2 separate regions of the Sus scrofa genome follow, and region 2 is linked to region 1. The links are chromatin contacts, called in public HiChIP or PLAC-seq maps. All regions are on one chromosome and are shown on one strand. The core of a region is the stretch at or near the end of the contact, and the rest is flanking DNA. Distances in the headings are between cores, read along the strand shown. Region 1 holds the start of CYTH2 (cytohesin 2). Region 2 holds the start of SYNGR4 (synaptogyrin-4).

Region 1 (4,995 bases), core at 782-3,281:
GCTCCTGGAGGGCAAGACAGGGTCAAAGTCTTCTCTGGGTCCCCGGCCTTGCCTAGCAGAGGGACGGGCCCCAGGCAGGCCTCAGAAAATGGGCGTAAAATGAAAGAATGAATGAACAAACATTTTTCTTCCATTCGGGGAACACTAATTCATCCTTCAAACCTGACCTGAATACCCCCTCCTCAGGGAAGCCCTCTTTGATGCCACCAGGCTTCCTGCTCTGAACATCCATGGCCCTGGTACCTCTCTCTCTGTTATGGCACCTGTCAACCCTCCTTTGCTCATGTCCCTGTCCACGTTCCCTACCAGACTCAACTGAGTTCCTCCTGGGGACTCCAGATTACATCAGAAGTGGGTCCAGGGAGTTCCCGTCGTGGCGCAGTGGTTAACGAATCCAACTAGGAACCATGAGGTTGAGGGTTCGGTCCCTGCCCTTGCTCAGTGGGTTAAGGATCCGGCGTTGCTGTGAGCTGTGGTGTAGGTTGCAGACGCGGCTCGGATCCCGCGTTGCTGTGGCTCTGGCGTAGGCCGGTGGCTACAGCTCCGATTCAACCCCTAGCCTGGGAACCTCCATATGCCGCGGGAGCGGCCCAAGAACCAAGAGATAGCAACAATAACAACAACAACAAAAAAAAAAAAAAAAAGAAGTGGGTCCAGAAATATGAGCAAAAAGGGGAAGAGGACCTCCCACGCAGAGGATCAGGCACAAGCAAAGGTCAGGGGACAGAGGGACAGCCAATATCTGAATCCAGGGATCAGGCCCGAGTCTGTCCACCACCACACCTCTGCTACCTGGAGATGCCAGAATCCCTGTCTGTCTTCCTGGCTGATCCCAGCCCTGTGGTCCCAAGCACCTTTTTGGGGTCCATGTTGAACTTCTTCCTGCCCATTGCCATCTTCCGGTTCCGCTGCAAGGTCTTGCTGCAGGGGCAGAGAGTGCAGGATGGAGGGTCAATGCCTGTGCATCTCCGGCCCAAGCCAAGCCCCCTGACCCCCAGGATCCCGGCCCCAGCCCTCACCTGCCCTCATTGGCCTCCAGCCCCTCGACTTCGCTCATGGCTTCGCTGAGCTCCTCCCGCAGGCGCTGGATCTCCACCAGCAGCTCCTGCTTCCGCCGCCGGATGTTCTCCAGCTCCATCCGCTCCTCGGGAGTCAGGTCCGGGGGCTCTGGGGAAGAGGGTCGGGGGTGGGGGGGGTCAGTTCTGGGGACCCCAAACCCGGATGTCTGCCATCTGCGGGAGGACAGGGGTGGGGGTGGGGGATGGGCAGGACGTCTAGGTTCGGGGAGGATGAGGGTCCAGCCTCCTCCGTCTGCTGGAAGAAGGGGTTGGGGGCCTAGATTCCTCAATCCAGAGATGGAAGGGCTGGGAATCCAAACTCTTTAGTCCGGGGGTGGAGGAAGGGGACTGGGAGCCTCAACTCAGGTCTGCGGGGAGCAAAAAAGGGCTGGAAGCTTGAGCTACGGTCCATTACTTGACAGGGGGCTGAGGCCTTGGTTTTCTGCCTCCATTCTCGGCGAGGGAGCTGAGGGTCTGGGTGTCCGGACTCCTGGGTCCATGGAAAGTAACTATGGCAGGGGAAGCTGATGACAGCTGGCAAGAGTTAAGGAAGGGGGCGGGGCATCGGAAGCCCCCGCCCCCGCCTTAGCGGGCTCTCGGTAGGCCCCAAGATTTCTCCCCACCCCACCGCCCCCAGAAGCCCCCCTTCCCGCTCCCAGCAGGCACTGGGCTCGCCCGGCCCCTCCAGAGGGAATGGTTCCGCCCCGGGCCTCGCCTCCACCGCTCCATCCCACCCCCTCCCGCCGCCACCGGAAACAGGCTCGGCCCAAACAATGGCCTGGAACGCCCCAGTCTCCAGCCCCGCCGGAAGCGCGTCCCAGGCCCCACAAAAGCAAGGCGACGACGGGGCCGAAAGGCTCAGCAAGGCGCGCTACGGGGAGAACGTTCGCGGCGGAACCTTCGGGGCGAAACTCTCCATCCACTTGCAGCCGGCCCCGCCCCTCCCCGACTCACCGTAGACACCGTCCTCCATGGCGGCTAGGAAGGCCCGCGGGGAGTCCGGGGCGGTCCCGCCGGTCGGGCCTGGATCCGCGTTGGCCCGCGGGCTCGGGTGAGCCCGCTCAAACGCCCCGGGAGCCACCGCCGCCTCCTCAGCGCCAGTCCTCAGCGCTGAAAAGACTCTCCCTTCGTCTCCCAACCGCCCCGCCAGTAGGGACCGCCCCTCGTTTTGACACCGCCCAATCTACGGCGGGACTTCTCGCCTGCCCCGCCTCCGATATCAAAGGATCGCCCTCCACGGCCAATAGACGCACAAGGAGTAGATATAGCCGTGTCCGGCAGGAGGTAGATGGTCTGCGAGGCCAATCGGAATGCTGGCAGGGGACCGGGTCCCGCCTCCGAAACTAAAGAAAGCACTTGGCTGGCTTGCAAGCCAATGAGAAGCCTCGGAAAGGAGTTGCGTGAGAAGAGAGAGAGGAATACGCCTGCGCAAGGGCTGCGGGCATTTAGGATACCATTCAACTGAGCCCCGCCTCCACCAATACGTTGCTAGGGGGCGGTACCTTATTAGGCTTGTTGCCAGGGGGCGGGGCACAACCATTGGTTGTTTCTGTGAGTCACATCTCCTAGCAGGCATAGCTGGCTTTTGACCGCAGTGGTTGCCATGCAACCGAGAGCGGCTTTGGCTCACCTTTCTTTGGGCCTCCTTCCTCTGGGCACTGGCCCCTCCGATCTCTTACCCCTTCCCATGGCCTCCCCATCAACCTCAGCCTCTTCATAGTCAAAGAGTGGTGAAACAAAAGACATTCTTTCTTCCAAATGCTAGCTTTTTGGTCCCTGTCTTGGAGAATGGGACAATAGGAGAAGGCCAGATACAGTGAAAACGTAGGCTCTGCCTTCCCAGAGCCGGCTGCCTCTCAATTTCCTCCCTCTCTCCCCCGAATTCCTCCCCTTATTTTACCACCCTACACCACCCCCGCCCCAGGACAACTCCCCTTTCCTCGGCATCCTCCCACCTTTCATTCCTCCCCCTTACTGTCCTCTCCAACCCGGCTCAGCTCACTTTCCCCTCCTCTCAAAGTCTTGTTCTTCTTAAACTCCTCCCTCCTCTCCGAGCCCTGCATCTGAGGACATTTCCCCTCCCCCACCTCTCATTCCCTTTCCTTGCAGGCAAAACGGGTGCAGGGACCTGGTTCAGATGGAGAAACTGGGCAAAAACCGCCTCTTCCCTCGCTCCCCAGGCCCTGTCATGGACAGATCCCTAATTGGGTCTGAGGTGCTGTCTGGGCCTGGTCCTCATTCAACGTCCCTGAACCAGGCAGGTGGGGACAGATTCCCAGCCAGGACCTGGTTAAGCTGACAGATTAGACACGGACCTTCCTAATCCCCTCAATGACCTTTATGAGTGGCTCAAGCCTGCCCTCCCCAGCGAGTGGAAACCCGGGTTGCGCCAGGCCCAATCCCACCCTCTCTCCTTCCAAGCAGAACCCTTTTTCTGTCCCTTTACCCCCAACTTAACACCCTCTTCATGCCTCTGTTTCCGTTGCCCCACAATACCTACCCCAACCATCCCGAGATGGGGGAGCAGCCAGCTAATTAATCCCATCCGGTTATTAGGTGGGGATTCAGAAGGATAAAGGGAGGTGGGAAAGCCGGAAGGGGGGACTGGGGTTGATGCAGCACTGGGACAGGCTGATGGGCAATGACAGTGCCTGCCCTCAATTCTGGGACACAGGGGTGGGAACGTGTCCTCCCTGGCACCGGCTCCTTTTGCAGCTGGCTCCCAGCCTCCTGGGCACTTAGGTAGATAGCGGCATGGACAGGGGCCAGATCCAAGGACTCACACCCCAGAAGCACACTCCGAGACACATTGTTAGGGCTCCCAGTGATTGAATCTAGGGGACAGTCTCCCCCAAACACATACATTCCCCTGACATTCTGCATCCAGTGTTCCTGTGGCTGTGGCACAGGCTGGCAGCTGCAGCTGTGATTCGACCCTTAGCCTGGGAACTTCCATATGTCACCCGTGTGGCCCTAAAAAGAAAAGAAAAAAAAAGAAGTACCTCCCCCTACACCCCCACCCCCAGCTGCAGCAGAGAGGAAGTGCTTCTGGCCATTAGCCGCAACTCACACTCCCCCTTGCCTTCGCATCAGCCGGACATCCAAGTTCAGATCCAGCTTCAGAGAGCATCTCCCATCCCACGTGCCCTTGGAAGGCCAGGCCTTCTAGCCCCAGGAGAGCTCGGGAATCTCCAGTCCCCTCAACCCCACCCCACCCTCAGCCAAGTAAGGAATCATCCTAGTGGAAAAGCCCTTGGAGAACTATGTGTTCCCACATCCCGATTTGACAGATGGGGCAACAGAGGAGAGGGGAGCGATTCACTCAAGGTCACAGTCGGTTGAAGCAGTGCTGGGATTTAGAGCAAAGTTTCCTGGATCCTGGTAAAGGTCTCTACTTAGCTCAAACTCAATTTGTGCCCTTTTTATTTATTTATTTTTTCATTTGTATGGCCACACCCCCTGCATGTGGAAGTTCCTGGGCCAGGGATTGACTCCACGCTGCAGCAGAGACCTAAGCCACAGCTGCGGCGACACTGGATCTTCTAGCCCACTGTGCCGGGCTGGGGATCAAACCCTCGCCTCTGCAGTGATACCAGCTGCTGCAGTCAGATTCTTAACCCACTGCAACATCTTAGGAACTCCAAGCTCACTTTCTAATTTTTCTTAGGAACCACAGGAAAAAACAGATAGATATCTTTATTTATATTATTTATATACATAATACACATATGTATAACATCTTTAAGAAATAGACACATATCACTAGGTGGAAGATTCCAGAGCACTGTAGATTCACCAGCCTCAGGCCTCTCCCTTCCCTTGCCAGTAACTAGCCCTGTTCCCCACAGTGTCTTTCTGGGGTCCTCACCTTCTAGGTCAGCCTAGCAACGTGGTCTGTCAAATCCTGAATCCACCTGCTAGAACCGCTCAAGTTCTA
Region 2 (4,995 bases), core at 1,181-3,680, 85 kb after region 1:
CATATGGAAGTTCCCAGGCCAGGGGTCGAATCAGAGCTGTAGTGGCCAGCCTACACCAGAGCCACAGCAACGCCAGATGCGAGCTGTGTCTGCGACCTACACCACAGGTCACGGCAACACCAGATCCTCAACCCACTGAGCGAGGCCAGGGATCGAACCCACGTCCTCATGGATATGAATTGGTTTCACAATTCACTGAACTACAAAGGGAACTCCCAATTTTTTTTTTTTTTGGTCTTTTTGCCTTTTCTAGGGCCGCTCCCGCAGCATGTGGAGGTTCCCAGGCTAGAGGTCTAATCGGAGCTGTAGCCGCTGGCCTACACCACAGCCACAGCAACTCGGGATCCGAGCCACGTCTGCAATGTACACCACAGCTCATGGCAACACCAGATCCTTCACCCACTGAGCAAGGCCAGGGATCAAACCCGCAACCTCATGGTTCCTAGTCGGATTCATTAACCACTGCGCCACGATGGGAACTCCAGGGAACTCCCAATTTTAATTAGTTTAGATTAGAATAGCCGCATGTGGTTTGTGGCTACCCCATAGGACAGCATGGCCTTATAAAATTTAACTGTCTCTGATACTCAGTTTTCTTATCTCAAAAATGGGACTCATAGCATGCACTTTGAAGGGTGTTGCTTCCCAGGAAAATTGATAAGTGCTCAGGATAACATAGGGCGTATAGGTAGATGCTCAGGAGAAGGTGACTGCAGTTATGAGCTCTCTTTTGCTTCCTTTCCCCATCTGACCCTTCTTACCCGCCCTCCCACTCTCTCCACACTGGGTCTGAGCAGGGACAATTCCTGTTCCCTGTTACCCGTGGGGAGCCACAGGAGGGCCTCACCCCTGCAAAGAGCCGTGTGATCGTCTTTGGCCTCTTGAGAAACTGCACAGCTTCGCTGTCGGCCAGGTCCTGGAGGCTTTCCGGGATGTGCATGGTGCCTGCTCTGCTGCCTGGGCCCTGGGGGCCCAGAGCAGGGATGCTGGGTGCTGCCTGCTGGGCTCCGCCGTCTGGAGGTTCCAGGCCCACCCTGGGGCTTGGCTGCTGATGGACAAGAGGGATTAAGGGGTGGTTAGAGTCCAAGGTGCAGGGTAAAGGGGCTGCCAAGGGTCTCAGGAGAGGAGGGCATGGGATGGAGGGTTCTGGAGGAGTTCCAGTATGGGGTTAGGTGGGGTGAAGGAGCTGTTGGGGGTTCTAGGGGTGAGGGCGCGGGATGAGAGGGTGGCTGATGGTCCCATGCATTGCGGTGCAGGGTGAGGGAGCTTCTGAGAATTCCAGAGGCAGGGGTCCAGGGTGAGAGGGCTGCTGGGGGTGTGGTCCCAGGAGTCAGGAGTGCAGGCTGGGGAGGCTATGGGGTGAGGGGGCTGTTAGGGCCCCAGAGGTGCAGGGTGGTGCACGGGGCAGGGAGAAGGGGCGGGGAGAGGGTGGGATGTTGATGTCATGTCCTTGACACGGGAGCCAGAGTACCCATTTTAAGACCTGTGTTAATGGGATTTATTAGGGGTGTTGGGAGATCAGAACCCCTGGGAGGTCTGAATCAGGGGGATCCCTTTCAGGCTTTGAGATGACAGCCCCCCGAGTGGAGATCCCAGGCATCTCAGGGTAGATTTCAGGCTGTCCTGGTAATTTGGGGTGATATCCTTAGAATCAGGGCTACCCCTTAGAATTCGTTCCATCTTCATAAAAGTGCATTTCCTCAAATCGGGGGTCCGGACCGCAGATGTGCGGGGAACGTGAGCTCCAAATAGCTTCCTCGCAGAATGAGGAGGCCGAGCCCCCGGCACTAAGCTACCTTCAGAGAATCGGGGTCTTCCCTTTAAGGACTCTGGACGCTGGGGCTCAAGGGTGGTGAGTTTTGGAGGTGATGCTGCCTGACAGAGTCACCTCTACTCTGGAGGCCCGGTCTGCGTCACCTGGAGGCCTGCTCTTCCTTCCGCTCACCCTGCCCTCCTGGTCCCTAGCGCCACCTCAGACTTCTTTGGGCTCCTCTTTTTCCCGCCTTTTCGCTCCTCCACTGCTGATTGGCTGCGCCGAAGCCCCGCCCCTCTCTTTTCCCGCCTTCTCTGAAGCGGACAGGGGCAGGGGCGTGGCCTCAGAGGACGTTGGGCGGCCCGCCGTTGGCAGGCTGCGCGCGGGAGCTCGGCCCATCCCCGGCAGTCCCGGGAGCTTCGCGCTCGCCCCGCCCCTTGGAAGTCTGCGGACAAAGAGATACTTCTTCGGCGCATGCGCCGAGTCCAAGGAGGGCGAGAGAGGGAGGTGACGGGTCGCGCATGCGCAACCGAGACGCGTCCTTAGAAGAAAAATGGTTCCCCCACCCGGCTCCAAGACCCAGGATTTGCGCATGCGTCTTACTGCGGACTGAAGCCGAACCTCGGAGGCCCAGAACGCTTTTCTGCACATGCGCAAGAGGCTCAATGACAGTCGAGCGTTGGCTAAGGTGAGGGAAATGGGGAAAGATTGTATGATCGGGGTGGGCGGCTCTGCACCCCTATATAGCCTTCCGAGCATATCCTATGCCCTTAAGATCCACCTGCCGCCTAGACCCCGCAGAGACCAGTTGTACCACAACAGGGCTACTGGGCCTGCAAAACACCCTAGGACTTAAGACCTCTGACCCCAGCCTGGGACTCAAGCCAACTGAACAGTGTGGGAGAGGACTGGCACTGCGCCCTGCCTGGGGTAGAAACGGCCCCTGGAGGTTGGGACACAGAGGTGGAGAGGACGCTTTTCCCCCGATGACCTTTGACCTCTGCCCATTTCCCTCCTTTAGGCTGCGGGGAAAGGGTCTGGCTATGCTGCATGTGACCCGGGGGGTCTGGGGATCCAGGGTCCGAATATGGCCCCTGTTGCCCGCGCTCCTCGGGCACCCCCGGGCCCTGTCATCGCTGGCGGTCAAGATGGGGGAGTACCGCAAGATGTGGAACCCCACAGAGCCCCGCGACTGGGCCCAGCAGTACCGCGAACGTTTCATCCCGTTCTCCAAAGATCAGCTGCTCCGCCTCCTGATACAGGTACAGCTCACCCGGGTCCAAGAGCCTGGGGACTACCACTCCCGGCAGGCCTCGCGGCGATACAGCCCTTCATGCTATAGAGGACTGCCCTGGCGCCCCCTGGGAATTGTAGTTCCCTTCCTCGTCATACTCCCAGGTGGGCGTGGAGTGCTTTGGAATGCAAGAGACAGACCTCTGAGATGCAGGTGCAGCAGCAATTCCAGACTCTAGCTTGTTCTGAGGGCTTGAACAAGCACTCCCCAGGGCATGGTTTTTCCCTCTTCAAAACAGGTCTAATAATCATCCTCATCATTATTACCACCTAATAATAGTTATTATATCCACTGTTTGAGCTCTTACTGTATGGCCCTGTGCTAAGCATTTTCCATGTATTATGGAAATACTGAACAACCCAATAAGAGAGGTATCACCATCTTCCCATTTTAAAATGAAGTAACTGAAGCAGGAGAAGGGAAGTGACTCACCGAAGGTCATGACTAGTGGCCAAGATTTGAACTGAAGTGGTCTGACTCCTAAGCAGAGTGGGGACTAGGGTGAGACAAGTAGGCACTTACTTGACCCTAAGAGCTTAAGCGCTTACCCCACCATCACCATTATACTTGTGATTACTCTGGATTGGCATTCATTCATTTAATATATATATATTTTTAAATTATATGGCTGCACCTGCAGTATGAGGTTCCCAATCTGAGAAGCAACGCTGGATCTTTTAACCAGCTTCACCAGGTGGAGATTGAACCCCCACCTCCGCAGTGAACTAAGCTACTGCAATTGGATTCTTTTTTTTTTTTTTTCAGGGGCACCTCCATGGCATACGGAGGTTCCCAGGCTAGGGGTCGAATCAGAGCTGTAGCCACAGGCCTAAGCCACAACCACAGCAATGCGGGATCTGAGCCACATCTGCAACCTACACCACAGCTCAGGGCAACACCAGATCCTTAACCCACTGATCAAGGCCAGGGATGGAACCCACATCCTCATGGATATTAGTTAGGTTCTTAACCTGCTGAGCCACAATGGAAACTCCTTTTTTTTTTAATTGTATTTTTTAAATGATTGATTGATTGATTGATTATAATAATTCTTGATTTAACACCTCTGTGTGGACTAAGTCCTGTGCTGGACTTTATCTACATATATGTATACACACACACACATGTATATACACGGACAAATGTAATCATATCAAATTCTTACCATTGCTCTTTTGAGAAAGAGAGTGTATCCTCTGTTGCCAATAAGGAAACAGGCTCAGAGAGGTGATGACATGCACCCAGCACACTGAGGTAGGAAGCATAAAAAGTGGATAAAAGAGTTCCCTGGTGGCACAGTGGGTTAAGGATCCCGTGTTGTCACTGCTGTGATTCGGGTTCGATCCCTGGCCTAGGGGACTTCTGCATGCTGCAGGTGAGGCTAAAAAAAATAAAAAGCTGTTTAAAAATGTGCGCTCTGGGAGTTCCCATCGTGGCGCAGTGGTTAACAAATCCGGCTAGGAACCATGAGGTTGCGGGTTCGGTCCCTGCCCTTGCTCAGTGGGTTAACGATCCAGCGTTGCCATGAGCTGTGGTGTAGGTTGCAGACGAGGCTTGGATCCCGCGTTGCTATGGCTCTGGTGTAGGCTGGCAGCTACAGCTCCGATTCAACCCCTAGCCTGGGAACCTCCATATGCCGCAGGAGCGGCCCAAGAAATACCAAAAAAAAAAAAAAAAATGTGCGCTCTGAGGTCAGATTGGAGTCTCGTGTTCTGTTTATACGGACAGCATGAGGGTTGTAATTCCATCAGGCTCCTGAATACCCTCTGGAGGATGACATCATGCTGGCAGACGGTGCCTGGCACACACATAAGCATTGTGTGAATGCTGGCCAGTAATATCAAAGTGGGAACTTGAACCTCTAGCTCTTGAAGCCATCTGTTTTTCACTGTGTGGCTGCCTCAGTTTCTTGGTCTGGGACATGGATCAACCCTCCCCCGCCCCCCAA

The links. HiChIP or PLAC-seq counts read pairs in DNA pulled down with a chosen protein or histone mark.
Region 2: an H3K27ac HiChIP or PLAC-seq map of alveolar macrophages shows a contact between it and region 1. The contact joins the promoter of SYNGR4 here to the promoter of CYTH2 in region 1. A contact is called at or near these places in 3 of 47 Hi-C or Micro-C datasets (fetal heart ventricle, liver and retroperitoneal adipose tissue) and 1 of 2 datasets of contacts at active chromatin or transcription factors (alveolar macrophages).

What each region holds. Positions count from the first base shown.
Region 1 is chr6:53,866,511-53,871,505 of Sscrofa11.1, reverse strand. CYTH2 (cytohesin 2) reads right to left here and starts at 2,031. Exons shown (of 12, transcript NM_001144120.1): 1 at 2,013-2,031; 2 at 1,020-1,167; 3 at 855-921. The coding sequence starts at 2,031. It overlaps KCNJ14 (ATP-sensitive inward rectifier potassium channel 14), which reads right to left. Exons shown (of 2, transcript XM_003127272.4): 2 at 4,741-4,995.
Region 2 is chr6:53,781,599-53,786,593 of Sscrofa11.1, reverse strand. It overlaps SYNGR4 (synaptogyrin-4), which reads right to left and starts at 2,430. Exons shown (of 5, transcript XM_021094669.1): 1 at 2,357-2,430; 2 at 848-1,048. The coding sequence starts at 2,404. It overlaps TMEM143 (transmembrane protein 143), which reads left to right and starts at 2,251. Exons shown (of 7, transcript XM_013998565.2): 1 at 2,251-2,441; 2 at 2,775-3,015. The coding sequence starts at 2,275.